2 separate regions of the Zea mays genome follow, and region 2 is linked to region 1. The links are chromatin contacts, called in public Hi-C maps. All regions are on one chromosome and are shown on one strand. Each heading gives the region's core, a stretch centred on a gene start, on an enhancer-like site or on the middle of the called end of the contact. The rest is flanking DNA. Distances are from core to core; before and after follow the strand shown.

The links. A called contact is a pair of places that touch in the nucleus more often than the background predicts.
Region 2: a Hi-C map of ear shows a contact between it and region 1, with 1.9 times the contacts expected there. The contact joins two enhancer-like sites. A contact is called at or near these places in 2 of 25 Hi-C or Micro-C datasets (ear and tassel).

What each region holds. Positions count from the first base shown.
Region 1 is chr8:36,105,960-36,109,427 of Zm-B73-REFERENCE-NAM-5.0, forward strand. No RefSeq gene overlaps it. Among protein-coding and RNA genes, the nearest start is that of LOC100285091, 150 kb to the left of the region's middle. Within about 2 kb of position 1,557, at least 2 of the 20 cell types and tissues checked have an H3K27ac peak or open chromatin away from gene starts, as enhancers often do. A contact at or near this core is called in ear, where this site is marked.
Region 2 is chr8:36,369,011-36,372,478 of Zm-B73-REFERENCE-NAM-5.0, forward strand. No RefSeq gene overlaps it. Among protein-coding and RNA genes, the nearest start is that of LOC103635069, 61 kb to the right of the region's middle. Within about 2 kb of position 1,666, at least 15 of the 20 cell types and tissues checked have an H3K27ac peak or open chromatin away from gene starts, as enhancers often do. A contact at or near this core is called in ear, where this site is marked.

The DNA of each region.
Region 1 (3,468 bases), core at 307-2,806:
CGATCATGAGTGTTCAAAATATTTTATCCCGGTTTACTATCTCGACAATCTGGATGCGGTATTGCACGACCATATGGAACACCTCGCTGGAGCGTGTTAACCAGGAGTCTAATTAAAAGGATTGAAGATCTCGACATAAAGTCGATTAGTGCCGGCAAATCAACCTACAGGAACCTTCATGTAAGTGTAGTCTGATTTTTTATAGTCTCAGTAATAGTTAGTAGTGGCAGTGATACTCACTACCTAGATTCAGTAATAGTTTTTGGTGGTATTCTGAACAATTATGTATCAAGTTTTATAGTTTTAATAATAGTTAATAGTGGCTGTAATACTCCCTACCTAGTCTCAGTAATAGCTAGCAGTAGTGATCTGAATAATTGTGTTTCAAGTTTTATAGTCTCAGTAATAGTTAGCCATGACAGTAACACTTGCTACCTAGTCTTATAAAATATTTCTACTGTGGTAGTAATACTCACTACTTACTCTCAGTAATAGTTAATATTATTCCAAATAATTATGCATTAAGTTTTTATAGTCTCAGTAATAGTTAGTAGTGGCAGTAATACTCACTACCTACTCTCAGTAATAGTTAGTAGTGGTGCTCTGACTAATTATATATCTAGTTTTATAGTCTCAATAATAGTTAGCAGTGTAGTAATACTTACTACCTAGTCTTAGTAATATTTTAGTAGTGACAGTAATACTCACTACCTACTCTCAATATTAGTTAGTAGTGGTATTTTGAACAGCTATGCATCAAGTTTCATAGTATGAGTAATAGTCAGTAGTGGCAGTAATTGTATTTTTTCAGTTTTTCACGATTGCTTTTTTCATAGTGTGTTTTTATACAAGCTTTTCTTATATTGTTTATTTCGTGCAAATTAATAGTTTAGGGATGTTGAGAAGACAATATACTCTACCAGCCGTGATCCTGGGCTTATTGATGTTAGGGCACCACAACCTGCTATTGTATGTGTTGCGCGTGGTGTTTTGACCAGATTTATTAGAGGAACTCGTGGTAAAATTTGTCGAAAGGCTGCTACAAATAGGGGCATGAGACCAACAACGACTACAGATAGAAGGCAACCGTCTAGATTATCTGATACAGACCGAGCCAAAAATACCACTCACCTAGGTCGGAGGCACAAACGCCACCTCCACAAGAAGTAGATCAGTCGCCACCCCCAGAAGGTTGCGAACCACTGAAGGATGCACAAACCTCCAGCAATATGACAGTGCTCCTGCATCACTAGAGGAGGAAGCTCAAACGGAACAGGCTACCACAGGTGAACCTATTGAATTTGTTGTAGCAGAGCCACTACCAGAACACGTCGTACAGACAGGAGGAGGCATTGATGTCCAACAACATGAAAGTGTATAGGCACCAACAAAGGAGGGACCTCCCATGGATCAGGGTACCATAGATGTTTTTGTTGAGTTGACTGAACCCGCCATGAATCGAGAGACCGATGGTAGTGCACAATGATTGGTGCAAGTAGAGAAGGCACCAGCATAAGTGGGCACACTAGATGCCTACTCAGCTGGAGCACACACACCTCATGCAGAGGTAGGACAAACAGATGTTGCTCAATCACCAGCAGACTTAGGGCACGTAACAGATACAAAGGAGCAAGAAACAAATGGGTGTCAGACAACAACAGAGGTAATAGTCACTCAGTAATAGTCAGAAATAACATGGTAATAGTTACTAAGTAGATGATATGGATCATCAGTAATAGTCATTCAGTAATATTGCACTCACCACATCTAAATAGAAACTTTATATAGAGAGAGGGGATATTGGGAGCCCTAGGCTTCCAATAGGTATCAAGAAGCCCGGGTCAGCCAGTCTCCCGTACCAGGCCGACCGCCCATGCCACCCTCCTTATGCTAGCCCGACCGCCCGTGCCCCCACGTCCATGATAGGTGTGGTCTCGACGTCACCCACGCGCACGATCTGGACGTGCATGCACGCAATTAGTGGGTGTTTTTTACGTAGGTTGCAACTGACTGCATGCGTGGGATTTATAAGGAATTATGTCCTCCGGTCCAACACCCACCCCCGCGTGGGACGCACGACAAAAATTGTGTTATGTTTTTTGCCCAAATAGTGTAAATAGTTCACAAAAATATCGTAAATATTTCATAGAGATAGCATAAATCCCCGCCCAGCCACTGAACCACGTCCACGCGCGCAGATGCATACATGCAAATCCTATTTTTATGGTAGATCCGATAATTATGGGAGCTTGTGGGAGTTTCCATTGCATGTGCGCAAATTTTGGATGACATTTTCGTTTCCACTGCATTCGCGCAAAAATTGGATGGCTCCATAAATATATGATCGCTTCTACAGCTATGCAGCTAAGCTCATTAGAACTAGTTTATGACATATACTTATACTAATTATGCTACATGGTGTATGTATATATGCAATTCGGTACACTGGGTAAAAATTTCTTTCCTGCTGCATGCACATAAATTTAGGATGGCCGAATTGTGCGATGAAAGAAAATAGATTGTCATGCATGGAAAAAGGATCTTATTTAAATGCTTTATTTTCTTCATAAATATAGGATCGCTTAAACAAGCATGCAATTAGGTTCGTTAGAACCAGTTTATTATATATATATTAATACTATTTATGCTACACGGTGTAGATATTTAAGCAATGTGGTACACTACGTAAAAATCTGGCATATGGTTCACTGTTGGACGCATCTCCATCTTCGAGCGTAAAACCTTCAATTTTAAGCGTAAAAACGTGAAGTTATGAGCGTAAAATACTGATCCAACCTGAAAGTTGTTGCAAACCTCTTGATGTTGGCATAGATATGAATACAAACTGACATAAAAATATGTATGCGATTGTATGTCGTCCCTCCATCAGGAACATGCATTCTGGCGGGTCCCCACCAAATGCATGCTTGCGGGCCTATTTTTGGCATATCTAAACAATATGACAACAACTTGACACATGCATGAAGTTCTTATTTTTATGCAGATTTGAAAGTTATGGCAGGTGGGAGTTCTCATTGCACGCGCACAAATTTTGAATGGTATTTTCGTTCCCAAAGCATACATGCAAAAGTTGCGCACATGCAAAATTTTTGAATGATATCGTGCAAAGCATAAATCGTTACAGGAAGTTGTATAAATACCTACTCCGTACATCATAATTTATGAAAGAAATCTTAGTATGGGCTCAACCAACAGCCGCATGCATAAACAAATAATTGGAGGAGATCATCGGAGGAGGATGCTACTGTGGCCACCGGATCAGATGAGTTGGTCATCGAAGGACGCCAAACCACCCATGCCTCATGAGGCTGCCATTGCCAGAGATGACCATGCCTCGCGCGACTCCTGGAGCCACCCGCGTCTCTTGTGGCCGCCACAGCTGCTGCCGAAGCCTACCTCACCTCACGCAACCGCCGTCGCCTCCACGCCTAGGGTGCGCTGCCGCCG
Region 2 (3,468 bases), core at 416-2,915, 260 kb after region 1:
ACAATGGTGGCCACACAAGCACCAAGAGACAAGAAGTATTCTAACCTCACTCAAACACTAGACTTAAACCTAGAGCAAGCGCTATGAGCAGCGGTCTAACTTGTCTGGAGCTACTAAAGATGAGCGTCAACTCTTTCGATGTGTTCCTCAGCTCCCACACTTCTTAAATGTTTGCTTGGTGTCCTATCTATAGTCCCATAAATAGATGCACCCATTTCACCTTCAACAACCCTCTCTACGCACCGTTAGACCATCCAACTCATGGTCTCGGACCAATGTTCAAAGTACAATAACACTTAATGAATATAGTTTTAGCACTAACTGTTTTCGACCATTAGAGCAGACCCATGTGGCATATTGTCTGACGCCTATCGTCAGACTTGTTCGACACTCCTTTTTTCTTTTAGGAACCTTTCTAGTGACCATTGAACTCCATCTCTGATGGTCCAAGACTTCTACACATGATCAGTTTAAAGCTCCTTTGAGTGTAAACAGTCTAACCGTTTGTTCCAACACCATCTGCACTGTGAGTCCGACACTTAGTTCGATGCACCTCTTTGTGTGTACACTTAGACCATTATGGTCCAACACTAAGTCTGATGTTCCTACTATCTATCGACTAGGATTAGCTCGGTCGTATGATCCGACGCCCCATAAGGCATCCCGATGCGTGATGAAACCCTTACTTCTCTTTGTAACTTTGTGACCTTCGTGCTTAAGGTATTTGATTATTCGGGCCATCATCTTACCTTAGTCTAAGTCCACATTGCATCCTTTGAATAATAATATCCATAAACACTAGCAAACAATGTTAGTCCAGTGCCACGGTCGGTCCATTTTCCTGGCATCGTTTGAACATACGTACATATGAAGTACCATTGTTTTTCTATTGATGTTGCTTTGTAGTTTTCATGTCCAATTCATGTGTGCACATGAGTTGGGGGAGAACAAGCCTTCAGAACCATACACCTGCATCTGCGATACTTTCTCGGATGTGCCGGACGATCAATTTTTTTCTTGAAGCGTCTAACTGATTTCTCGCTGCCAATCTAGATCTCTTCGGTGGACGTTTTGTGGGACTACATTGTTGTGAACACCATTTTGCATCGACCGTGGTTCCTGTGGTTTCGTGACTTGCAATAAAATATTGTATCGACTAGTAGGGTATGAATAGGAGTGGTAATAGATCGCGATCCAAATGCCTCTTCACAATTTGTTAGACCCTAAATTATTTATAGTTCAAAAATGAATAGAAATAAAGCCCGATTCTAATCCGATTCGATCCTTAAGTTTTATAGTGTAAAATTTGAGGCCCATTGTCACCCGTAGTTATGAAGCTTTGGTCTGGACCACTGATCCTGATCACGTGTTTGAGTTTCTACTAATTGCTTCACTGTGAGACGTACGGTGCCTAACAATCTGGAATACATTGGACACTTTTTTAACATCATTTCAGTCTCGAGTCATGTGACGTGTGTATGGGGGCTCAAGCGATTGGCTCAGAGTCTATCCTTTTGAGGAACATCTACTGCATCTGCATGGTGCTCGATGCCAGCAGGCCCAGTCAGCAGTGCAGCTTGCTTTGCTACCTACGCCCACCCAATGGCACCCATTCTCTGACGAGCGAGTGAAGGTGAGTTCACGGGGCAACTCTGTGTGACGCTGAACGGTGGGACCCGACAAGCACTCGATCGCGGTCTCGAAGACAACACAGGTCAGCATCAGAACGATGACAGCGCAAGCAAGGAAGGGAGCATGTGTCGAGCCTGCGACTGCGAGAGAGAACGTGGTCGTGCAGGTGTTCTCTGAGCATGTCGCTCGGAATCGACAGCAAAAGCTTTGCACAGTTGGAGCCTGTGGGGTCCTCTCCTCGGGCCGGGCAGGCCGCCGGATTAATCAGCGTCAAGTTAGCTCACTGACTCACTGGACTGCGCAGCGGGGGCGGGAGACATTGGCACAAGACATTCTGCCACAGGCCCACAGCGTCTACCATGTACTGTACCCGTATTATATTGATGTGAGAGAATATTATTAGACGAGGTGGAGAAATGAATACATAATTCTGTAAATCCGCCTATCATATTTAGCTCCTCGTTGGTCCATATGTTTGTTGCTTATCCTACCAGAATTTTACTATATATCTAGATGAATATGGATCATACATCTTGATCTAATAGGATCTTCGCTATCTTTATCTTCCTAAAACTTCCTGACGTATGGATTCTTTCCATGGCTATTTGGGCCGAATTCCTAAGCACTTGGCCGAGCTCGTGGGCCCAGACGTCGTGGTCTTCTTTTACAAAGTTGTATGTAAATACCACTGGTACATATCCTTTACAGGCTTACAATTATGACTTATGTTTGGCAAAAAAAAAAAAATAGAGAATCTCATTCGACTCCCCTCTTAGGCATTATGATCCTTTCAATTGGTACCACAACCTTCTGCTCATTGGTTCAAGCTTAATCGCTTCGAGTTATGATGCCTAGCAGCAGGGATGGACCTCATCATTTCTTTGAGTGTGACAATTTTATATATTGGAAAATTCTTATGGTATCTTACCTTGAGGCTATTGATATAGGAGTCTTTAGATCCACTACACAAAAGCTTCCAAAACCTAAGGATACCACTAACCTAGTTATAGCTTAAATCTATTATGAAAACTGAAATGCAAAGGCCAAAAACAACCTTTTAGAAGCCTTTGCAAGGGGATATTCAATAGAGTACGTAACCACAAAGACACTCATGTTGTTTGGTTTGACATCTATGTGATACATGAAGGGAACAAGAGCACACATGAGGAGTGTTATCAGATAGTCATGAAGAAATTAAATTCTTTTGAAATACTCCATCATGAAAATTCTAATGATATGTGCACACACTTGGATGTCCTAACAGAGGAAGTGAATGGATTGGGACTCACATAACTCATCCAACTAGATGTTGTGAGAAAAATATTAAGTGTACTCCCAATCGAGAAATACAACCACACCATCATCATGTTTCACCAAATTTATCTTTACACTACTACACCGACTCAAATATTAGGGAAGATCAATGCTCATGAGATGTAAATGCACATCCATGATAAAGATTGCTCTTCTTCAAACAAGAAAAAGCATTTGGCTCTCAAATCTAATCATGAGAAGGGCAAATCTAAAGTGCAAGTAGATGAGAGCTCAAGCGATGATGATATTGATGATGTGAAGCTTGCATTTATGGCAAAGAAGACCACCAAATACTCAAGAAGGCATAAAATTTTACTTAATAAAGAATTTCTTCACAAGTAGCAAGAGAAGACCCATATTCGAGATGGATTGCTACAATTGTGATGAGATAGGCCATCTCAATCATCAATGCGCCAAGCCCAAGAATAACAAGTTCAAGGGCAAGATGGATTATGTAAGTGAATATGACAAAAAGAATAAAAAGGGATTCAAGAAAAGAGATGGTAAGAGAAGACAATTCCA